Regions from separate parts of the Mus musculus genome. Here region 1 is linked to region 2. A link is a contact called in public promoter capture Hi-C data. All regions are on one chromosome and are shown on one strand. Each heading gives the region's core, a stretch centred on a gene start, on an enhancer-like site or on the middle of the called end of the contact. The rest is flanking DNA. Distances are from core to core; before and after follow the strand shown.

Region 1 (4,390 bases), core at 54-2,553, 2.3 Mb after region 2:
ATCAGGGAAGAGTCTTAAGTCAGGGAAGAGTCTCAAACTTACTAATTCCAACGTTTCTTAGAGAGTGGGGAAGAACGCACAATCCCAGGTTTCTGTCTCGAGGGACCCTGCAAAGCGGGTTCGGCCAGGGGTCTCCCAGATCTCCTCCAGGGGTTACAGACCACAAGAGAAAGAGCCTATTACAGGGGCCTGGTACACACTCATGCCTATGGCTTCCCATGTGACAATTCTTCAGAGCCCAGAGTGAGGAGGAGATGGAGATGTGTGAGAAGCCCAGCTTCAGGGAGGGCCTCTAGGGCAGCGGTTCTCAACCTTCCTGGTGCTGTGGTCCTTTAACACAGTTAGTTCCTCATGCTGTGGTGATCCCCACCCATAAAATTATGTTTTGTTGCTACCTCATAACTGTAATTTTACTTCTGCTATGAGTTGTAATGTAAATATCTGATATCCAGAATATCTGATATGTGACTCCCATGAAAGGGTCGGCCGACCCCTGGACAGGTTATGATCCACAGGTTGAGAATTACTACTCTAGAGGCAGTTGGCCTCCGTTCCAGTTCCCACTCCTTTTTAGACTATCTTGGTGACTGCAAGGGAGAAATGGCTTCATCCTGTGCCTCAGTTTTTTCATCTGTGCAATGGGGATAAGAATAGCACCTCCTCCTGGGAAGTGACAGTATTCGCCTTTAATCCCAACACTTGGTAGGGAGAAGCAGGCAGATCTCTATAAGTTTGAGGCCAGCCTGCTCTACAGAGTGAGTTCCAGGACAGCCAGGGCTCTACAAAGAAACCCTGCCCCCCCCCTCCCCCCGCAAACCAAACCAAATCAGACCAGACCAAACCAAACCAAACCAAACCAAACCAAACCAACAGTCCCTCCCTGGAACAGCCCAGGTAAGGAGCTAAGCTTCACAGGATCTCGAAGGAGCAGTTTACTGACAGCTACTGTTTTTACAACCAGACACATTTGAGTTTGAATCCTTCCATTAGAACTACTGTTTGATTAGGGACAGATTTCCATATCGGATTCTTTTTCTAGAAAAGGGCTTCTAGGGCGGTGTTCAGCATCCAGGAAGCAGAGTGCATATAAATGCGGAGCCCAGCCCTGGTGAAGCATTGGAGCCCCTGGGAGTGGTAGATGCCTCAGTCGGGCTCCCTGTGACCCCCCCCCCCCTTCCCTCCCCTGCAGCTGCTACAACCCAGACTTACAGACCTGGCCCCTACCGTCTGAGGGCAAGGCGGAAGTGAGGCAGGCAGCCTGTGGCTTCCTCTTTTTTGTTCTGCTGTGGGCCCAAGACTCCTTACTCAGAGCCTCCGAAGAGGGGACTGCGCACCATGGCCTCCCGTGCAGCGCCGGTCAGACAGACATGCTGTTGTTTCAACATCCGAGTCGCCACCATAGCCCTGGCCATTTACCACATAGTGAGTATTGGGGAGTCTGGGGTGTTTGGTGTGTGTGTGTGTGTGTGTGTGTGTGTGTGTGTGTGTGTGTGCGTGAGGACACACTGAGACCTTCCAACTGGGGGATTGCTACCTATTACTTGTCTGTGGGACCCTGGACAAGCCCTGTGCTACTCTGGGCCTTAGTAGTTCCCTGTGGAGTTGAACAGAATAGTGCCCTTTTGGTTGTGGCTGTGCAAAGAGAAAGGCAGGCTGGCAACGGGGAGGAGTGCAGGTTGGGATTGTTCCAGGATGCCAAGCTCCACACAGGCCCGGGTGTAGGGCTTTCTGGGCCCTTTCCTAGTCTGGGGTCTGGGTTTACCTTTGGACTTCTACTGGGAACCAGCGACTGCTTCCTCTCAGCTCACAGCTCAGTCAAGCTGCCACCTTCTCCCTTCAAGGATGGCTTAAGCTTTGTGGCTGGGGAACTGCTTGGGGGTGGTGGGGGGCAGCCAGCATGTCACAGTGGCTGTCATTGTCACAGTGTGACCCCAGGTCCAGTCTTAGTGACCAGGGATAAGGCTCTCCCTTTGGAGTGGCCTAAAGTTGGAGTCTCTGTTCTCTTCTGCTGGGATTTACCCCTCACCCCCTGCCCCTGGCCACACTTAGCTCTCTGAGGCCCAAACATTTCTTGGCTTCAGTGACTCAGACAGAACCTGTGGCTAACAGCTCTCCTGGGCCTGGAAGAGCTTCCTCAAAATCAACCTAAATCCGTAGGCTGCTGCGCAGAGCCTGGTGACATCTGCTTCCGGCCACAGGCCGTGTGGCACCAGGCAGTGGTACAAACCAGTTCTGTCCTGAAGCTCTTGTGTGCACCTCCCTGCCCCCCTCCCCCATTCCCAGCCTTTGCTGTGCAGTCTCACATGACTTGTTGAACCTCTCTGAGCCTGTTTCTTTAGATCAAAACAGAAGATGAGGATGATAAGAGCTGTGTGTTGGGTGGCTGTGTGGGTGAAGTTGATATCTATAAAGCATGAGGGACATGTGCAACATGGTCCCCTGCCTTTCCATGAGTGTGTCTTGACCCACCTGTCCACCGAAAGCAGGGGTTCTCAACCTTCCTAATGTTGCGACTCTTAAATACGGTCCCTCACGTTGTGGTGACCCCACCCTCCCCAACCGTAACATTATTTTCATTGCTACTTCATAACCATAATTTTACTACTGTTATGAATCATAATGTAAATATATTTTTAGATAAAGAGTTGTCAAAAAGGTCTCAACCCATAGGTTGAGAACCACTGTTCTAGGGCCTGGCATGGGGGATGGGGAGACTCAGAGTCTGTCCTGTACAGCCTCAGCCAGCACAGGAGCTGAGAGGGGCGGTGGCACTCTGTCTCGGCATCAATTCTTTCAGATTGTCATTGCTGAGATAGCACACCATTCTGGGAAGGACGTGACAAGGGTCCTTATGCCAGCTCTGCCAGAGCCAGCTGTTTGAGCTCCTGGGAAAACCCGGCTTGGGGCTTGCTTCCCTATCTAAAGTGGAGACCAGGGGCTGTGGATGGGATCTTTGAACTTAGACGTTTGCAGTATGCTGGAGGTGGGGGTGGGTCACTAAGTGGCTTCAGTGGGGTGGAGGGGCTTGCGGTCGCTGGAACCCTTGCTCCATCTGCTCTGGTGGCTCTGCTCCTGTCTTGCAGAGAAATGTTTCCTGTCTGATTGGCTGGCATCTCAGAAGAGCATAAACATATTAAAAAGTAAATAAACCTGGCAGGCTGCATCGTGCAACCATTGGGTTTTCTTTTTATTCATGCGGTCTAAGCACCTCAGCTGTGGGTGCATGAGTGATGTCCCGTTTCCATAAAGATCAGGACACTGTGGGTCAAGCGATCAGGGAAGGCTTCCTGGAGTGAGTGTCACAGGTGGGGATACTGTAGTGTGGGAGGGGGAGTGTGGATGAGGAGCTGGTGTGCCCGAGGTATGCCAGGTTCCGGACCCTACTGAGACAGTTGGTGGGGGGAGGAAGTGACTTTGTGTGAAGTTGAGCCTTTGAGCCTTTCCTCTGGTGCTCCAGTGTTATTTGGGGCTTGGTCATTCTTTGCATTGTGTTAAGAAGGTCACCTCCTAGCCACCGTTCCAGGTCCCTAGACTTTGAGCCATGATTGTGCAGTCTGCAAAACCACTGCGTGGTATGTGAGTCATTCAGAGCCATGGAATGTTGTAGAGCCGCGGGGTAGGGGTATAAGAAAGAGCAGAGAAGCCTGAAAGTCAGATACCCATCCCAGGGACTGGGTTAGAACACACAGATGATCTTCCTACCTCCTTGGCCAGAGGCGCTTTTCCACTTCCATCAGGAAAAGGGCTGGGGGTTGGAGGGGGGCTTTCCTTTGGCACAGCAGGTGGGTGCCAGGTGTGCCAACAGGACGTCAAACATCTGGTAGAAAAAAGAGAAGCCACCACCAGATGTACCAGTCACTCATGCTGCCGTCATCTGGAGCCAGCCATGGGTGACTTCTCTGTACGTTGAGAGCTATTTGTGCACTTGGTCCCTGTGGGGAGGATTAAATTGGGCCATTGACGACCGAGATGGGGCCACGCTTTGTGGAACTGTAGGGTGCAGTTACAGGAAGATCCTACCTGGCCAACGGGTTTGTGCTCGGATGCTCCAGGCCCCCGGCTTGCCTTGGGCACAGGGGAATGAGAGCAGGGTCCCTGGATGGCCTCTGAGTTCTTCCTTGTGTCCTAAGTTGGTGGCAGGAAGGGAGAGGGGGCACTGGCCGGTCTTTTAGTAGAGAAATTCCTGGGCTCTCTCTTGCTGGGTTCCTGCTTCTCTTCCTGATATTGGGGTGGGGGTGGGGTGGGGCTGGTACTTGCGGTGACCAGAGAAATCTACACAGACTCTTAGGTGGAAGGGGCAAGCTACCACCAGAGAGAGTGGGGATGAATGGGCAGTCACTAGCCGGGAACTGTAAAAGGTCTATTTTCCCCTCACTTTTCTGAATTTGCC
Region 2 (4,254 bases), core at 1,002-3,501:
ACTCCCCGCCTGCTTTTCTTTTTGTGAGCCTTTCTTGGCACTGAATGGAAGCAGCGTGTCTTTCCTACAGCATTATTCCAGACAGAAGTCTGAATAAATAAATCACAAAGGTTTCACTTCCAGTTCCCAGAAAGACTTAGGAGGGGTGCAGAGTCCCCAAATGATGAAAGGGTACTCAATCAAAATCAGGGCCACCAGAATTCACTGTATAAAATTCTCACATTTAATTTAAAAACAAAAAAACAAAAACCTTTTTTTTTTTAAGTTGTTCCACTTTACCACAGGGAAGCTGAGCGGGGCCTTGGCAACTGGGTACTGGATGTGAATGCGGAGCTAAGTTCCCCCCCCCCCTCCACCCACTCCTGTGACAACAGAGGAGGAGAGAAGATGCTCCCTCGGTCCAGAGAGAGGACCAGATTGGTTGGGATCCTCTAAGCAGCTGGGAGCTCCCAATGGTTGTCAGTCCTACTGGGCTAACTATGCAATCTATGGCTGTAAGAGGGGAGACTCGCATCTAAGGACTGGAACTGGGGGTGGCAGATAGGCCTCACTTAGCCGACCATCCTCCATCATGGGGGAAGCTACCTAGAGGAGTCTGCTGAGAAATGAGCTCCATATGGATATATGTTGTGATCAATTAGCAATGGCTGCCGGGCCTCAGGTAAAGGAAGCCGCTGTATGCATCCCTATGTGTTGGCCAACACTGTCCTTAAGCCCCCAACAACCTCAGCTCCCAGCAGATATCGATGTCAGGAAGAAGATTGAAGCTCACAGCCCTGGAAGTCCGTAGCCATTTTCAAACGTGGTCTAACAAAGCTCCCCCTGAGAGTCTTTAGCCCACATTCACCAAGTCTTTACTCATTTGCTGGATCTACATTAGATGTCTGCTGTTCTGGGCTGGACCAAAGAAAATGGAGATGATCCAGACACTGCCTGCCCTGATGAAGCTATCTAGTGGAAGAGACAAATAATAATAATGATAATTAATAAATTTAAAAGTCACAGATAATTATATTAATCCAATGTCATAAAGAAAGTGTGATTTGGGAGCTGGGAAGTTGGAGGTGGCAATTTGCTTAAGGAACTGTTGATTTGGTTCTTGAGTACAACGCAGAGAGAATGGGGGAGGGAGGTTACAGCAGAGAGGCAGGCTATGAAATAGTAGAGAAGCAAAATGGCCCACCTGGAGAATGGGAAACACCTTGGCAGCCCCGGAGCGTGCAGTATGGGAAAAGTGGGCTGCAAAGAGCATTATGAAGAATCTACTAGATCAGATTCCATTCAACACGTGTTGCATGCCAGGGATGGATTCCAAGCTGGAGAACAAACGGAAGGTATACAGTTGAGGGTTTCAACAGATCACACTAGCTGCAATGTTTCTCCGAGTTGGAGAAATGAAAATGTGGACACTTCTGCAGAGGCTCCCGGAAGACAGAGGTCATTTTAAGAGATACTAAAGAAATGGCAAGCCTCGAACAGTGTACAGCAAACGGCGTGGATGAAGAAGAATGCAGGCGCAGGTGGAATCAGCTGGTAAAACAAGTAGGTCAGTGGGCGGGTCAGCAGGGGTGGGCGGGTCAGTCGAGGGTGGGCGGGTCAGTAGATAAAGATGCCTTTCACTTCTATCAGTTATGAGGAAAGAAGTACAGGTTTGGGATTGAACACAATAGCCAGTCCCGTCACAGATGACATGAACGCAGGTGTCGAGAATGAAGCACTATTTTAAGGTCAGACTTTCCGCTCAGGGCCTCTTCACTTCTTTGCCAGGGCCCTTGAGTTCTCTCTTCCCTTGATTGTGCTTTTCTAGACCCTAAGGTAACTTCCCCTCACAGCCAAAACGCATCTCTACCACCTTACCCACAGACCTCGGTAAGACCCGTCTCACTGCCCGCCTCTCCAACTCACTCTTCATCCCGACCCCTCGGTGACCCTGCCCATCTCCACACGCTGCAGCCTCTGCCCGCCCGCACTCCCGCCCCGACACACACACACACACACACACACACACACACACACACACACACGCCACGATGCTTGCTTTCCCCTCTCACCTTCCCAGCTCCCCTCCCCCGCGGGTACCACCACCTCCAAAGCCTCCAGCCCAGCGCCTGATTCTCAACTGCACCCCATCCGCCACCCAGACTCACCCACAGAGACACCCACTTCTCAACAGGCCGGAAGTGCTCCCGGGCTCTTGCAGGGGATGCTGGGACGCATAGTCCCAGCGCCGCCAGCCCTGGAACCCGATCTCTGAGACCACAACTCCCAAAAGGCAACGCGCGAGCACCGGTGGCCACTCCTCTATCGGCCGCCTCTCAGATGACGTCAGCCAATGAGTGCCTCATCTTCTCAGGCGCTCTGGTACCGGAACAAATCTTGCAGGGCCAATGCCTGGGGGGGTGTAGCTCGATACTATTCTCTTCCATTGGTTCTGCGGTGACGGTGCCGCCTACTGGGTGGAGTCTAGATTAGAAGGGCGTGGGGTCGGGGTCTACTGAAGAAGCGTGGGGCCCCCTGGGTTGAGCTGGAGAGAGTAGGGAAAAATAATAAAAAAAGGAAAGAGGGTGAATACAGTGACCATCTATTGGGCAAGAGAGAGTTTGTCTGTTGTAACTACAATTTCAAATTCACAAATTCACAACTTAGTTGAGTGGTTTGGCAGAGTTCTATATCTCACCTCTTCACTTGTGAAGTAAGAATAATAGCATTCATGTGACAGGTTTATGTGAGGCATCAGTGAGGCAATAAACCTAGAACTGTTAATTCGGATCCAGGATCCAACTATAGATAGCAGATACTAGCCATTTTTATGTAAATTAGTCTTACGGAGTTTGAATCCCTGGGTGTCAGAAACACGTTAATCCCTGTAGCTGAATAATCTTAGTGTAATACTTAGTTGCTTTGTTCCACGGTCCTGGCTAGTTTCATGCGAACTTGACACGAGCTTGAGTCATCAGAGAAAAGAGAGATTCCGTGAAGAAGATGCCTTCATAAGAGGGACTATGGGAGAACTTGCGGGACTTTCTCGTAATGATTGATAGTGGAGGGCTCAGGCAATTGTGGGTGGGGCTACCCCTGGGCCGGTGGTCTAGGGTTCTGTAAGAAAGCAGACTGAGCAAGCCAGTAAGCAGCGTTTCCTCCATGGCCCCTGCATCAGCTCCTGCCTCCAGGTTCCTGCTTTGTGGGAGTTCCTATCCTGGCTCCCTCCAGTGACAGATTACAACGTGGAAGTGTAAGCCGAATAAACCCTTTCTTCCCCAAGTTGCTTTGGTCACTGCGTTTTGTCATAGCAATAGAAACCCTATGATAAACACTGTAAATACTCTTGAGGTATGAGCCATCTAATAGGAAGCTGGAAATGTGGGTCTTGTAGTCAGTCAGCCATAGATTCAAACCCCAATTCATACATCCCATCTGTATGTCCTTGAACAAACAAACAACTCCATCACGATTGTCTTTTTTTTTTTTCAGCTGTAAAATTTAGGTGACAGAACAAAACCTCCATCTCAGGGTAGGTTCCTGGGAGATTAAAGATAATATGTAGGTAAAACATGGAGTCCAGCCACTTGCTTTCAATGTGGGATCTATGCCTTGATACTCCCTAGCTGCAAAGCCTCCAGCAAACTCCAAACGCCTCTTTTGTAAACATGTTTGTGTGGATAGATGCACTGTGCATGCAGGTGCATGTGCCTGTGGAGGCCTGAGGTCAAAATGAATGCCCTTTTTGGAGCATTCTCCACCCTGATTACTAGAGTGAGGGTCTCTTACTGAACTGAAGGATCCAGCTAGGTTAGCTAACCCATGAGCTCTGGGAATCTGCCTGTCTCTGCCTCCCCATCCCACTTGCCAGTACAGGCGTTACCTATGGCACTGACACTCCTGGCTTTTATATGAATGCTGAGGACCTGAACTGAGACCCTTATTGAACATGTGGCAGGTACCTTATCAATTGTGCTACCTCCCTGTGGTGACTTGAATATCCTTGGCCCAGGGAGTGGCACTATGAGGAGGTGTGGCCTTGTTGGAGGAAGTGTGTCACTGTGGGGGTGGGCTTTAAGACGCTCTTCCTAGCTGCCTGGAAAGAGTCTTCTGTTTGCCTTCAGAACAAGGTGTAGAATTCTCAGCTCCGGGCTGGTGAGATGGCTCAGTGGGTAAGAGCACCTGACTGCTCCTCCAAAGGTCCAGAGTTCAAATCCCAGCAACCACATGGTGGCTCACAACCATCCACAACAAGATCTGACGCCCTCTCCTGGA

The links. Capture Hi-C pulls out chosen DNA fragments and counts their contacts.
Region 1: a promoter capture Hi-C map of liver shows a contact between it and region 2, with 2.6 times the contacts expected there. The contact joins the promoter of Laptm5 here to the promoter of Zscan20 in region 2. A contact is called at or near these places in 1 of 39 promoter capture datasets (pre-B cells) and 1 of 9 other capture datasets (liver).

What each region holds. Positions count from the first base shown.
Region 1 is chr4:130,912,013-130,916,402 of GRCm38.p6, forward strand. Laptm5 (lysosomal-associated protein transmembrane 5) reads left to right here and starts at 1,304. Exons shown (of 8, transcript NM_010686.4): 1 at 1,304-1,422. The coding sequence starts at 1,336. It overlaps Gm38599 (a long non-coding RNA gene), which reads right to left and starts at 1,880. Exons shown (of 5, transcript XR_001784452.2): 1 at 1,763-1,880.
Region 2 is chr4:128,607,847-128,612,100 of GRCm38.p6, forward strand. Zscan20 (zinc finger and SCAN domains 20) reads right to left here and starts at 2,252. Exons shown (of 8, transcript NM_177758.4): 1 at 2,148-2,252.